Regions from separate parts of the Mus musculus genome. Here all the other regions are linked to region 3. A link is a contact called in public Hi-C data. All regions are on one chromosome and are shown on one strand. Each heading gives the region's core, a stretch centred on a gene start, on an enhancer-like site or on the middle of the called end of the contact. The rest is flanking DNA. Distances are from core to core; before and after follow the strand shown. Region 1 overlaps Slc22a15 (solute carrier family 22 (organic anion/cation transporter), member 15). Region 2 holds the start of Mab21l3 (mab-21-like 3). Region 3 has its middle 29 kb from the start of Nhlh2.

Region 1 (4,402 bases), core at 1,293-3,792, 140 kb after region 3:
TCAGAATCCCAGCAGTCAGAGGGGAGCAGGAGGAGCACTTCCGGTTCAAGGTCAGCCAGACACAGAAACAGAAGTCCTCTTTTTGTGAAGATGCCTGTAAGACTACAGCATTCACCCTTACACACACAATTCAGTGAGTGTTCGATTCGTGCTGGCAGGCACTGTGAGATTAGCACACAGGCTTCCAGTGTGCCCTCAGGAAGCTCAGGGCATCATTTGAGAGACAGGGGAGCACGAGGCTCACTCGGCATCATGCAGAAGGAAATGGGGGAAGATGTGACAAGGAGAAGAGAGGGCCTGTTCTGCTGAGGAAGGTCAAGTGGGGTGTGGACGTATGTTTCAGAGGACGGACAGGAGTCCAGTGATGGGGAGGATGGAAGTGAAGGAGGGGAAGGCAATGATGGGGAGGATGGAGGTGGGGGAGGGGAAGGCAGGGGCCTAGCAATGTACAAGCAAAGGTCAGATCCTTACAGCAATAAGGCTTCCTGGCACAAATAGAAATGTTTGCTTCGCTTTGGAAGCAAAGCCACGTCCCCACTTGGGTTCTTGCAAGGCAGGCTGTGTGTCACGTGTCACCCTTAGGTGAGTGATGCAGACTCATCACCTGCCCTGGGCCAAAACAAGGGGAACAAGAGAGGGCCAGGTTTCCCTGGAGGAGGGAATGACCTAATCCTTGTAAAAGCCTACTGTGCTCAGCTCTTGGCTTACCAGGCACAGCTCCTTTTGAAAAGAGGGCTCTGTGTTCGAGACCAAATCTCTCAACTACTGTCCCATAAAATGTCACCATAAACTAGGAGGATAAACAAAAGTAGAGGAGAGTGGGCCATTTAGGCCAGGGGGTGGGGGTGGGGGACATGAAGCAGACAGACCTGTGACCTGTGACATTCCTGCGCTGCTGAGAGTCAGGCTGCACACACTGCGGTTCTCAATGCCGGTAGGGAGGGCCTTCTGTGTACTGGGGCAGTGGGGAGGATGGGATGGCCCCACACTATGCAGTATGGAAGGAAAATAATGACACCTGGTGTCCTGTGGAGACCTGAGTATGGCACACAGACTGCAAGTCAGTGAGACAAACCCCGTAAAAAGCCAGAAACATTTTGGGGCATTTATATTTAAGACACACATACCATGAAATGAGGCACACCCTGGGACACAAGGCAAGCCGAAAATGAAAAATTACAGTAAAAATCACGGTGGAAGGTGACTTTAAAACATTGTCTTCTTTTTCCTCCCAACAGCCTTCTGTTTCTAAGCACAGAGGCCACATAGCATTCACCCCCAGCTTCTTAGTTTCCAGCAATATTTTAGTCTGTTTCTCTAAGTTCTCAATCTGAGGGTCACAACCCTTTTGGGGTTGAATGACCCTTTCACAGGGGTCACCTAAGACCACCGGAAAACACAGATACATCAGCAAACACATTACATACATTACAGTTTATAACAGTAGCAAAATTACAGTTCCAAAGTAGCAACAGAAGTACATTTATGCTGGGGTCACCACCACAGGAGGAACTGTGTTAAAGGGTCACAACGGTTAGGGTCACAACGGTTAGGAAGGCCGAGAATCGCTGCTCTAAGTTATAAGTCTGCTAATTCCTAATTTCCTTCTGATAGCTGATTTTCCTGCATGTTTCCTGAACAGAACACAGGTTGAGGGCTAAAAATAGAAACCCTTTCCCTGGTATGTTGTCACTTGTGTTTGCAGGGTAGCTGTGGGGACAGGAGAAGAATGTGGAAAAGTCTGTTGGTTAATTATCTAGCTGTAAAGTGTGCAGCCCGCCTGTTTGACAGCTCTTTGATGTCTGTATTTTTCATTTCTTGGCTGCTAACTTTGCTTTTAGAATTACGCCTGAGCAGGGAGTCCATGTTAGGGAAGTACGTTGGTCATTCTCTTTTTTTCAGATGATGATATTTCTGCCATGTCAGAGAAATGATAGATTTGACTTGACATCTCCATAAAGCACGAGGTTTGATGCATTCAAGACATGCTGAAGGCACGTTTTATGATGTTCTTTAAAACTCATCAGCAAGCTTTTCTCTGTGTTTGATTGGTGTGTTCCATTCAGTAGTAATTCCTGTTCCCAGACTCCAACCCTGTGAACGCCAGGTCTCCACAACTAACTTGAATCTGCTCTCTTCCCCGTTCTATCCAGACCAGCCTGGCTCACTAAGCATTTGGGGATGAAAATATTTGTCCTCATGGTCTTTCTTTCCTATTCATTAATAAGAGGGAGTGGGATTTTTACATCTCGGGTCTCACTGCTGTCAGCTTGCCATCTCTGTCCCACACTTGTTTTGCGACCAGGGTAGATTTGCCCTCCACGTACCCAGACTTCAGTGGCCCTCTATCCTCAGCCTGTAAACAAGCAAGCTTGAATACTGAACAAAACCCTCTCCCAAGCATGTCTCTGATACTCAGCCAAGAGTAAGTCCACCTTCATTCTCCTCGCCTCGCCCCTCTCTGCGAGCTGGAAGGCTCCGCTGAGCACCTGGTGCTGGGCTCGCACCTGGGTTAGACATATTTACATCCCTTTCATCTTTTATGGTAGAGGCATCTGCTCCTGGGTCTGGCCTGCACTGTGCCTATTTTTCTGTAGCTGAGTGAACTATGCTATCTGGTTTTTCCACCAGGCCCTTCCAATCCATTTTGAAATAAATACAACAAACACTCAAGCATTCTATTTAGTGATTAGAGAGAGCACGTGCACAAAAATGGGTGTAGATTGTTGAGTCAGGTCAACATGACGGGATAAACATGTTTGTCTTGATAAGAGACAAAGTTTGGAGCTGAGACAAAAGGATGGACCATCTAGAGACTGTCATACCTGGGGATCCATCCCATAATCAGCCTCCAAACGCTGACACCATTGCATACACCAGCAAGATTTTGCTGAAAGGACCCTGATATAGCTGTCTCTTGTGAGGCTATGCTGGGGCCTGGCAAACACATAAGTCAGCTACTGGATGGATCACAGGGCCCCCAATGTAGGAGCTAGAGAAAGTACCCAGGGAGCTAAAGGGGTCTGCAACCCTATAGGTGGAATAACAATATGAACTAACCAGTACCCCCAGAGCTCGTGTCTCTAGCTGCATATGTATCAGAAGATGGACTAGTCGGCCATCATTGGGAAGAGAGGCCCCTTGGTCTTGCAAACTTTATAGGCCTCAGTACAGGGGAATGCCAGGGCCAAGAAGTGGGAGTGGGTGGATAGGGGAGGGGGGCGGCTGGGGGACTTTTGGGATAGCATTTGAAATGTAAATGAAGAAAATAACTAATCAAAAAAATTTTTAAAAAAGAGTTTCTTTCCTATTAATATACATGGAGAGAAAGTGGGATCTTCATATTTTGGATTTGCAAGCAATTCTTCAATTTGAAATGAATTAGTGTACAGAGAATATTCATTCTAATTGCTTTAAAATTTGGCCTGCCATTAACAAAAAATGAGGGAAGAACCACTTTAATAATCTCCAGCCAATAAGGACTTGAATGATTTATACATTTTGATTTTTAAAATCTAAAGATTCATTAAAATGTTTCTTGAAAATGTCAGAGTCATCATTATATTTTGATTTGTTATAGTTTAATTTCTTGTGTCCTGATGATTTCCTGGTTTGGCTCTTATCCTGACACTAAATATCAACCATTGGGTAAGAGAATGAGCTAGCAACTGATCTAGTCTTCCAACCCTCTCCAGGTAGCTAAATCTGCGAACCGTCTTCAAGATACAGGGATCCTGTCTTACTTTATCTTAGTTGAGTTTGGACAAAGTAAAACCTTTTAGATCACATGGTAGCTAAGTAATAAGAATTTAAATGATACTTTAGAAAAACTGAAGACAAAACACATAAAACAGAGTCAGGTCAGGGTTGTGGAAATCTGTCTGTCAGCCGATGGCCTGCCTCTGCCACTCCATTTCATGGGACTCTGCTAGGGAGATACTTCATCTTCTAGCCAGCCATTCTCTAGTTAGCATTGGGGGGAAAAAATCTGCTTTTCAGCTTTTCTGGTCATTCTTGAATGAATTCCAGGAGAAGTGACGGCCTAACCAACACTGACTTGAAGAAAGATTAGTAGAAATTACTTTGACACTTGGAACTGGCAGCCTGAGAATCAGGATTTGGAATTTGCTGGCTAACTGTCCCTTGGGCCATTTCTTCCTAAAATCATTGTCCAAGTTGACAGCTATTCAGTTGCTGAGGGATAGTAAGTACTGTAGCCTTTTTAGTGGATATGAGAAATTTGGTAAATACAGTCAACGGAATACTCACTTCTCCCTGGTTAACAGAGCCAGCTCAGTGTCCACCTAAGTGCCTTCATCGTGCAAACAGATTGGCAATCCCTAAAGAACAGAGAAAGGAAGGCTAGAGCTGCAAGCCAGTTTTTAAAAGCATGTAAGCATGA
Region 2 (3,820 bases), core at 1,036-3,535, 200 kb after region 3:
CCCCACACATTACAGGAAGGCCCTCTGCCTTCGGCGAATAAAGCAGGTTGCAAAAGAAATCTTTATTCACCTGATGTGATTGTCGTCTCCGAGGTTTGCTGCCTCTGTCTGTCAACCTAGGCCGAGTCCCGGAAGCTTCTAGCCTCTCTTCAATCTAATCTAGGCCTCTGAGAGTTACTGCTGAATAAGCTTCCTGGGGTCTGGATGGCTTGTTCAACTCAGCTGTTCTGGCTCAAATTCCTCTCCAAAAATGACGGATTCAATCTGACTTCTCTGAGCCTCTACCTGAATTCTTCTGTTTGGCCTCATCACTCAATTAAACATCACTTTCAAGATGGGTGCTTCATGCCTCAGAGTGAATATTAGGTTTGACTTAAGGTTTTTGAAAACCTTGAACTGGCTCAGTTAATAAGCTTCTTGTTTCAAAATCATGAAGGCATGAATTCAGATCCCCAGGGCCCATGTGAAAACCTGGGTGCAGAGGCAAATGCCTGGGATCCAGCAATGGGAGGCAGGGCCCAGAAGGCCTGGAAGCAAGGGACAAAGTTCCTGAGACAGTGAATGACTCTGTCTCACAGAAAAGGTAGAAAGTACTTGAGGGGGCTGGTGAGATGGCTCAGTGGGTAAGAGCACCCGACTGCTCTTCCGAAGGTCCGGAGTTCAAATCCCAGCAACCACATGGTGGCTCACAACCATCCGTAACAAGATCTGACTCCCTCTTCTGGAGTATCTGAAGACAGCTACAGTGTACTTACATATAATAAATAAATAAATCTTTAAAAAAAAAAAAAAAAAAAAAAAAAGAAAGTACTTGAGGACTGACATCCAAGCTTGTCCTCTGACCTCTGTGTGCACACACAAGACTATAAATAAAATGTTGTGAATACTTTGGAAAGCAGACATTAAACATGTTATTGGTCCTCCAAATCTATTACATTTATCTATCTATTATTTCTATGTATGTGTGGATGCACACACGAGGCAGTTCACTCTTTCCTTCTACCATATGGGTCCTGGGAGGTGGGGAGAAATCGAACCCAGGTCCTCCGGCTCGGTGGCAGATGCTTATCTCTGCTGAGCCATCTCACCTGCCTGGTCCTTACAGATTGAATTGGGCTAAAGCTGGTTTCCATTTTTCAAACTGGCATGTTATAAAAAAAATGAGGATTTCTATTTCCTGAGGACGGAGGAAAGCCTGAGTTAACTAGGTCCCTCTTGGTGGCCTGGCACAGTGCTTCAGGCACACCCTTACCCAACAGACATTCGCTGACCTGTTGTCCCATTAACTAGAGATCTGTGTCTGCCGGTAAAGCCTGTTTTCCTCAGCCTGTCTGATAGGAGCTGCCAGAGCCTTCATCTGTGCCATAGCCCTGTGCTGTGGAACCTTACCAGTGCACTAGGAACCAGGCCATGCTACTCTAAGCTGTGTTCACACAACACACCAATCTTCAGATGTGGCTCTCCTGGGAATACATCTACAGGCAGCTGCCCTGAGTTCACAGTGCCTTTCCTTCTCTGGGTTCCTCCTATAGTTCAATTATTCAGAATTCCCTCTCCATACCTGGCAAGTATCTTTCCATCTTGGAGCAAGAGAAGTTTCCAGATACAACACTTGAATCTGTAGTACTGAGTGACTGAGACGGGACGGTGTTAGAGCAAGAATAGTGAAGGTGTGGGCATTTAATTCCAGAAACCCGGGGCAACTTTATTGTTATTGGGAAAGACCCTGCCGTAGGACAGGGACTATGCAGTAGTGATTCCAGCAAAAGCAGAAGTTAGGGTGAAAATAAAAGTATGTGTGTGGGGAAGGGAGTGAGTGTGGGGGTGGGGAGACTTCAGCAGAGTTGAAAGCAACATGGAAAGAGAATTCCCAAAGGCAGATTAGGGGGTAGAGCTTCTTGTTTCACTAGTGAAAAGCTGATGTGGTAGATTCGGAATGATGACTATAGTAACAGCAGTCAAGGGACAGAGATTCCCTTACCATTTCAGAGCATGTGCCGTAAAGAGAAGGGGATTTCCAGGACACGGAAAAGCAGGTGGAAAGTCAAGGCAGTCAGCGTGGAGGGGGATTCTGGGGACCTTTGTGGATCCTCAGTTTTTCAGGACTGGTATAAGACCTGGGATTGGCAGATGAAGCCTGGAGAAGGCCGCCCCAGCGCCTGGAGGAGGGAGGTGGGTGGGGTCTGATGTGGCTCTCCTTGGAGCTGTCTGGGAGGATATGCAAATTTGGGGCCGCGGGAGAGAGTGGAAGGGCTGGATTGGCTGCGGTTGAGCATTGAGGAGGCTGGCTTGGAGAGCTGCCTGTTTGAAAGCCTTGCTCAGACATGAACTGGACTGCCAGCTCTGTTGTCTGTCAGTCTTTCGGATCAAAGACGGTGATACTCACGAGCTTTAGGGAGATAAGGCTGCTGGGATATTTTCCCTCCTGGAGTAAAACTAGGCCCAACCAGTCAGACTGGGAACTTATTGTCGGTTTTCTAGGATGAGTTTTACTGGTAAAACTAGATGTGTCCTAGACTCTTAAGGGGCCTGTTTATACTGAGTATATTTTGAATGCCAACGTCCAAGTGGGAAATCACATTCTAAGGTCAGCAGGTGAGAGGCAGGACTCTCTGCCCTACTTTTCTCTGCGTGTATCTACCTGTTTGTATCTCTCTCTCTCTCTCTCTCTCTCTCTCTCTCTCTCTCTCTCTCTGTGTGTGTGTGTGTGTGTGTGTGTGTGTGTGAGAGAGAGAGAGAGGGGGGGGGGCAAGCTTGCCTCTGTATACACAAGTGTCTCTGTGAGTTCATGTATGTGTCTGTATTAGTGTGTGAGCGTGTGAGCTTACCTCTATATACACAAGTGTCTCTGTGAATGCATGTGGTGTGTGTGTGTGTGCCTGTGTCTGTGTGTGACTATGCGAGCATGTAAGCTTGCCTCTCTATACACAAGTGTCCCTGTGAGCTCAGGCTTTTCTAAATGTCACTCCTGGCCCTCATCTGATTGGCAAGCCTTGTGCCGGGCATGATGAAAAACCAGGCGGCTTGTTTGCAATTTCTTATTTGTTTATGGTAAGGAAGTAAATCAATTGCAGAATTTTCAGGAGTGGAGGGCCAAGGGATATTTACTGTCAACAAGGTAAGGACGGGGAGATGTAAGGTACTGGGCACCAAGGTGCACCTGGTGCCAGGACAACAGGATAAAGAAAAAAAAAAAAAAAACAGGATAAGTTCCAACTCGTTTTCATCACGTCTCCTTTTTAGTCTTTCTACAGTTCCCTGAAAGATGGCAGATGAATTCTTCCATGCTGGAAAGGAAAACTGCAGTGAGCAGGCAAGAAGAAGTCAAGTCTCTGGTCCACGTTCACAATTCCAGAGAAGTTTTATCCAGAGAGTAACGTTGCTGGGAAAGCTACCCACCAGATTTGTCCTCCATCGGGAAAGAAAGCAGAAGGTTGCTGCTATACTGGGGGTTGACCAAGAAGCCATGAAGTCTCTTCCAGAGGGAGACTTAGACCATTGCCTGCTGAGCAAGGTGAGCCAGGGCTGGCCTCTCCTGGGCACACCCTCTAACTCTCCATCCCATGGCCATTGATCAGAAGGAATCCCCTGCTTCTGGAGGCCATAGATGCCTCGTTCTCAGGAACTCAGGGTGGCTACCCTCAGCACCCTGAGGAGGTCCATATGGCCAGTTAATTATCTGAGCCTCAGACTTCAGACTTCTTTCTGTAAAATGAGAATCTGAGTGGGATTACTGGGATATGAGTAGCCAGGCACAGGCACGGTGACAGACATGGGGATCAGAAACTGAGAGTATTTTGGTCTACATGAATCCTTGCCT
Region 3 (3,969 bases), core at 802-3,301:
CTTTCCTCTGTAAGTTGCTTTTAGCCACGGTGTTTCATCACAGCAGTAGAAATCCTAACTATTCCCGGGATGAAATGCCAGGTTCTGCGTGTTTTCCTAGCCTTCCATTCCTCCTGCCTGGTAGAGTGTGGTTTATTTCAGAGATCCGAGACCTGCCTCAGGCTTTCTGACTCGTTAGCTGAGACTCAGAAGAGTCTGGTTCCAGGTTACTGCACATTGGCAAGTGGAAAAGACACGTGGGACAAAGTCCAGAGACCAGGTGACCTTCAAGTGTTCCTCCCAATAGAGCTCGGAGTGCATTTGGTTCTCTCAGTGTTGGTGTATGGAATCACATCCTAAGGAGAATCACAGCCCTTGGTGACCAGGAACACTACAGTTATGTGACTGGCTTCAGCTATTCAGAGTCTAGTCCCAAAGTGCCAAAGCCCGTGTCTACCCAAGAACATTCTGACTACCTGATAGCATAGATACCTTGTAGACCCAGCACCCCAGTATGTGGAAAGCTACAGACCAAAAGAATATTCTGGAGGCTCCAAGCTCATCTCCCCTGGGTATTCCTAAACTCAACTCCTCAGGAGGAGAATAATGTAAAGATGCCCTTCCTGGTCAGAGGTCCTAGCAATAAAGTTCTTGTCTCAGTGGTGTCTTTATAACCATAGGTGTCCAGTCAGACCCCTGTTCCCAGCCTAAGGACTGAGCCGTGGCTCTGGAAGGCTCCTGGTAGCCTAGAAGATGAAGTCCAGGTTGCTTGCTTGACTGGTAGTGGGTCCTTCTCCTGCCCTGTTCCTGCACTTGACAGCCAGCATTGCTTCTGAAGCTCCCCCTGCTCCTCAGTCTCCTCCCTGCCTTTGCCCTGGCTCTCCTGTCTAGAACATCAACCTCTTCCCTCCTTGCCTTAGCCTAGTCACCCTCTTCTCCTTCCAGAAAGTCTGCCCATAACCTCAAAAGGTCTCCAGCCCCCATTCCTACCCCTAACGGTAGCTTGGGGCCCTTCTTTACCCATTCTAGCTGTCTGCTTTCTTATTGGCTTTACTTTTAGAATGATCTTGATGATAACAGAAGAAGTGTTATCTTTTCCTTTCCCAAATACCTAGCACAGTTTCTGCCGTGTAATTGGCACCTAATATGTGCTTAGCCCATGAATAAAAGAATGTAAATTAACAAACCTGTGGCACGATGCGGGAATGAGCCAGACTTGACTGGACTTGTCTTGCCAGCTTCTTGACAATTTGTCTTCTTACACATTCAGTCAGTCAGAGGCACAGACTCCAGGGTGCTTCTTGGGCCTGGTATGTGAGACCATGAGCTCAGGCCAGTTTCCTGGTCCCCCCTGGATTCCTCAGAGTAAAGTGGGGACCCCAAGCAGAGGGCTCTTGTCTGCGTGAAGTGAGGGGAGACCTACTACTGCTCAGCCCAGTGGCAGCCACATGTGAAGAGCTTTTGTTACACCAAACCAGCTTTGCCATCCATCCTGGCTGGCCTCCCATCTGGCCCAACCAGAAACGCCCTCATTGCCATAATCTTCCCGAGCTTCCAACTTTCATATTCAACTGAGAGCCAAGCACCTTCTTGTGAGACGAGGCTCTGGTGGGGAACTATGGAAGCCAGGTTCTGGGAACTAATGGCCACCATGTCTACTGAGTCAATCTCCCAGAATTCCCTCTACACTTCTCACTTCTCACTTCTAGTGGATGTCAAGCCGTAGGGACAGGAGCCTAAACCCTGGCATCCACTGCCTTCCCCGCTGCCTCTTCCCTGGCCATGGTACTCTGGCTTGTTCCCAAGCCTGTTCATTATCCTCAGGGGGTCAGCGTGAAGGCCTGGATCATCATCACGTGGTCAACGCTGTCAGTTCCCTTCTTGGAGGCTATTGCTAGTCTGCCACTGTTACAGAGTGCCGTCGGAATCCTAGATGCAGCAGTGGAGGGGTCGGATGCTCAGGACTTCAGCTGCCCTGAGCTTTGCCAGGTTCAATCCTGTCTTACATCATGCCTTTCAGTGAGAGTGACTTTTTCTCCCTTTGCCTGTTGAAACCTGTCCACAGGGGCCCAGCACAGACAAAATTCCCATGAACTATTTCCTGAGTCATTTAGCAGTAATTATTCACCTTTCTCTTGCACTTCCCTGAGGTTTAATGTATTCATCCATTCTACCTCCTTCTGTCCTATGCTTGTGTTAGCGACTGGTATTGTCAGAGACATCTCACCTCCTTCTAACTAGAAAACAACCCCACAGTGCAAACACTGAGTGGATTGCCAAATGGAGAGAGGTGGCGGCAGCAGCAAAGGAAGACATCTGTGGGTGGGGTTGGACCAAGACTGTAAGACGGAGCTGCAAGGAAAGTTACCAGAGTCAAGACCAAGTCAGGCTTCTAAAGTCCAGAGATTCATCACAGTTGATTTTAGAAACTTCTAAAGGCGCTGATCTTCAGACTTTACATAGAGTGGCGGATGAGCCAAGATTCCCTGGTTCTGCGGCTTTAGGCACCACCACACGAAGGTGAAAATCTTTTTAGCATGTGCCTCCCTCCTGTTCTCACTTGTAGCTCAGGCTCCACATCTCTTACTAGTCCTAAATCCAGTGAGAGGAAAGCCTAGAGGCAGGGACCTTGGACTCCCACCATCTTCCTGGTATGAGAAGCTCTGAGTCTAACCCATGCCTGTGAAAGCCTGGAGATGGTGACTTGGGCAGAAGTAAGCTCACATCAATCACAGCTTGTCTTGGTCACGGTCACTACTGCTGGAATGAAACACCATGACCAAAAGCAAGTGGGGAGGAAAGGTCATTTGGTTTACACTCTCGTGGCACTGTTCATCACCAAAGGAAGTCAGGACAGGAACTCAAGCACGGCAGGAACTGGGAGGCAGGAGCTGATGCTGAGGCCATGGAGGGGTGCTGCCTACTGGCTTGTTCCTCATGGCTTGCTCATCCTGCTTTCTCAGAGCACCCAGGACCACCAGCCCAGGGATGCACCATCCAGGATGGGCTGGGCCGTCTCCCATCGATCATTAATTTTAAAAAATGCCCTGCAGCTGGAGCTTGCGGAGGCATTTTCCCAGTCAAGGTTCCCCACTTTCAGATAACTCTAGCTTGTGTCAAGCTGACATAAAACCAGCCAGCACACAGCTCCTCCTCTAACACAAGTCTAGCAGCTTGCCCTTTACTCCTCCCGGGGCTTTCTCTCAATTTTTCTCATTTATGTTTTTCCTCCTCGCCTCTGTCTCCCCCTTCCTTCCCATGTGTGAGTCACCTTAGTTCTTCTCATCTTCCATAAGTGTCTCATACCCAGATCAATTGCTCCCTTCTTCCAAGCTAATGTTTCTAAACATAATTCATTTTCCTGGAAAAAAGCATGTGGTCACCCCCACTGTCAAATAGCAAGAAAAGGCCCAAGCTGACCCAAGTAGCTTGGCCCTCTTGCATTGTCTTTCACTCCCCATAACACTGGATTGTAGACTGAATTCTGTAAACTCAAGTCGGGAGCTTATGGCTTACTTTCTTTTTCTTAGTATGCATGAGTAATCAAATGAATTCTTAGAATATAGTTTTAAAATGTTACTTTACAGTTTTCATGCGTGCACACATGAGTACAGGAACCCACAAAAGCCTGAGGTGACAGATCTCCTGGAGCTAGAGTTACAAGTGGTTGGGAATTCAAGTCCACTCCAAGAGCAGTATGTGCTCTTAATGTCTGGGCTGTCTCTCCAGTCCCCATAATTGTTTTAAACATTCCTCTTGAGCCTCAAGAACAAAATGGAAAAGAAACACAACATCTAATTGAGTAAATCACTCCCAACATCTAATTGAGAAAATCTCTCCCAATATCTAATTGAGAAAATCGTTCCCAACTGTCACATAGTCCTCCAGGCAGGAGCCATGCCGTACAAATTGGTTTACAACTGCCCATCTTTGTTGTTTAGGAGAAATATCTCCAAAACAGGTTTGATTAGGAAAGTCTTGGCCTAACGC

The links. A called contact is a pair of places that touch in the nucleus more often than the background predicts.
Region 1: a contact with region 3 is called in a Hi-C map of epidermal suprabasal cells, with 3 times the contacts expected there. The contact joins two enhancer-like sites. A contact is called at or near these places in 9 of 484 Hi-C or Micro-C datasets (the AtT-20 cell line, the N1E-115 cell line, cerebral cortex and 6 more), 3 of 115 datasets of contacts at active chromatin or transcription factors (embryonic hindbrain, extraembryonic endoderm stem cells and neural tube) and 1 of 9 other capture datasets (adipose tissue).
Region 2: a contact with region 3 is called in a Hi-C map of epidermal suprabasal cells, with 2.3 times the contacts expected there. The contact joins the promoter of Mab21l3 here to the enhancer-like site in region 3. A contact is called at or near these places in 4 of 484 Hi-C or Micro-C datasets (the N1E-115 cell line, cerebellar granule neurons, cerebral cortex and 1 more) and 2 of 9 other capture datasets (adipose tissue and embryonic stem cells).

Annotation. Positions count from the first base shown.
Region 1 is chr3:101,899,866-101,904,267 of GRCm38.p6, reverse strand. The region is part of intron 2 of Slc22a15 (solute carrier family 22 (organic anion/cation transporter), member 15); the gene reads left to right. Among named protein-coding and RNA genes, the nearest start is that of Slc22a15, 22 kb to the left of the region's middle. Within about 2 kb of position 2,542, at least 7 of the 459 cell types and tissues checked have an H3K27ac peak or open chromatin away from gene starts, as enhancers often do. A contact at or near this core is called in epidermal suprabasal cells, where this site is marked.
Region 2 is chr3:101,834,688-101,838,507 of GRCm38.p6, reverse strand. It overlaps Mab21l3 (mab-21-like 3), which reads left to right and starts at 2,285. Exons shown (of 7, transcript NM_172295.4): 1 at 2,285-2,587; 2 at 3,244-3,514. The coding sequence starts at 3,266. Gm33381 (a long non-coding RNA gene) reads right to left here. Exons shown (of 3, transcript XR_003954538.1): 3 at 3,089-3,705.
Region 3 is chr3:102,036,858-102,040,826 of GRCm38.p6, reverse strand. No RefSeq gene overlaps it. Among named protein-coding and RNA genes, the nearest start is that of Nhlh2, 29 kb to the right of the region's middle. Within about 2 kb of position 2,051, at least 8 of the 459 cell types and tissues checked have an H3K27ac peak or open chromatin away from gene starts, as enhancers often do. A contact at or near this core is called in epidermal suprabasal cells, where this site is marked.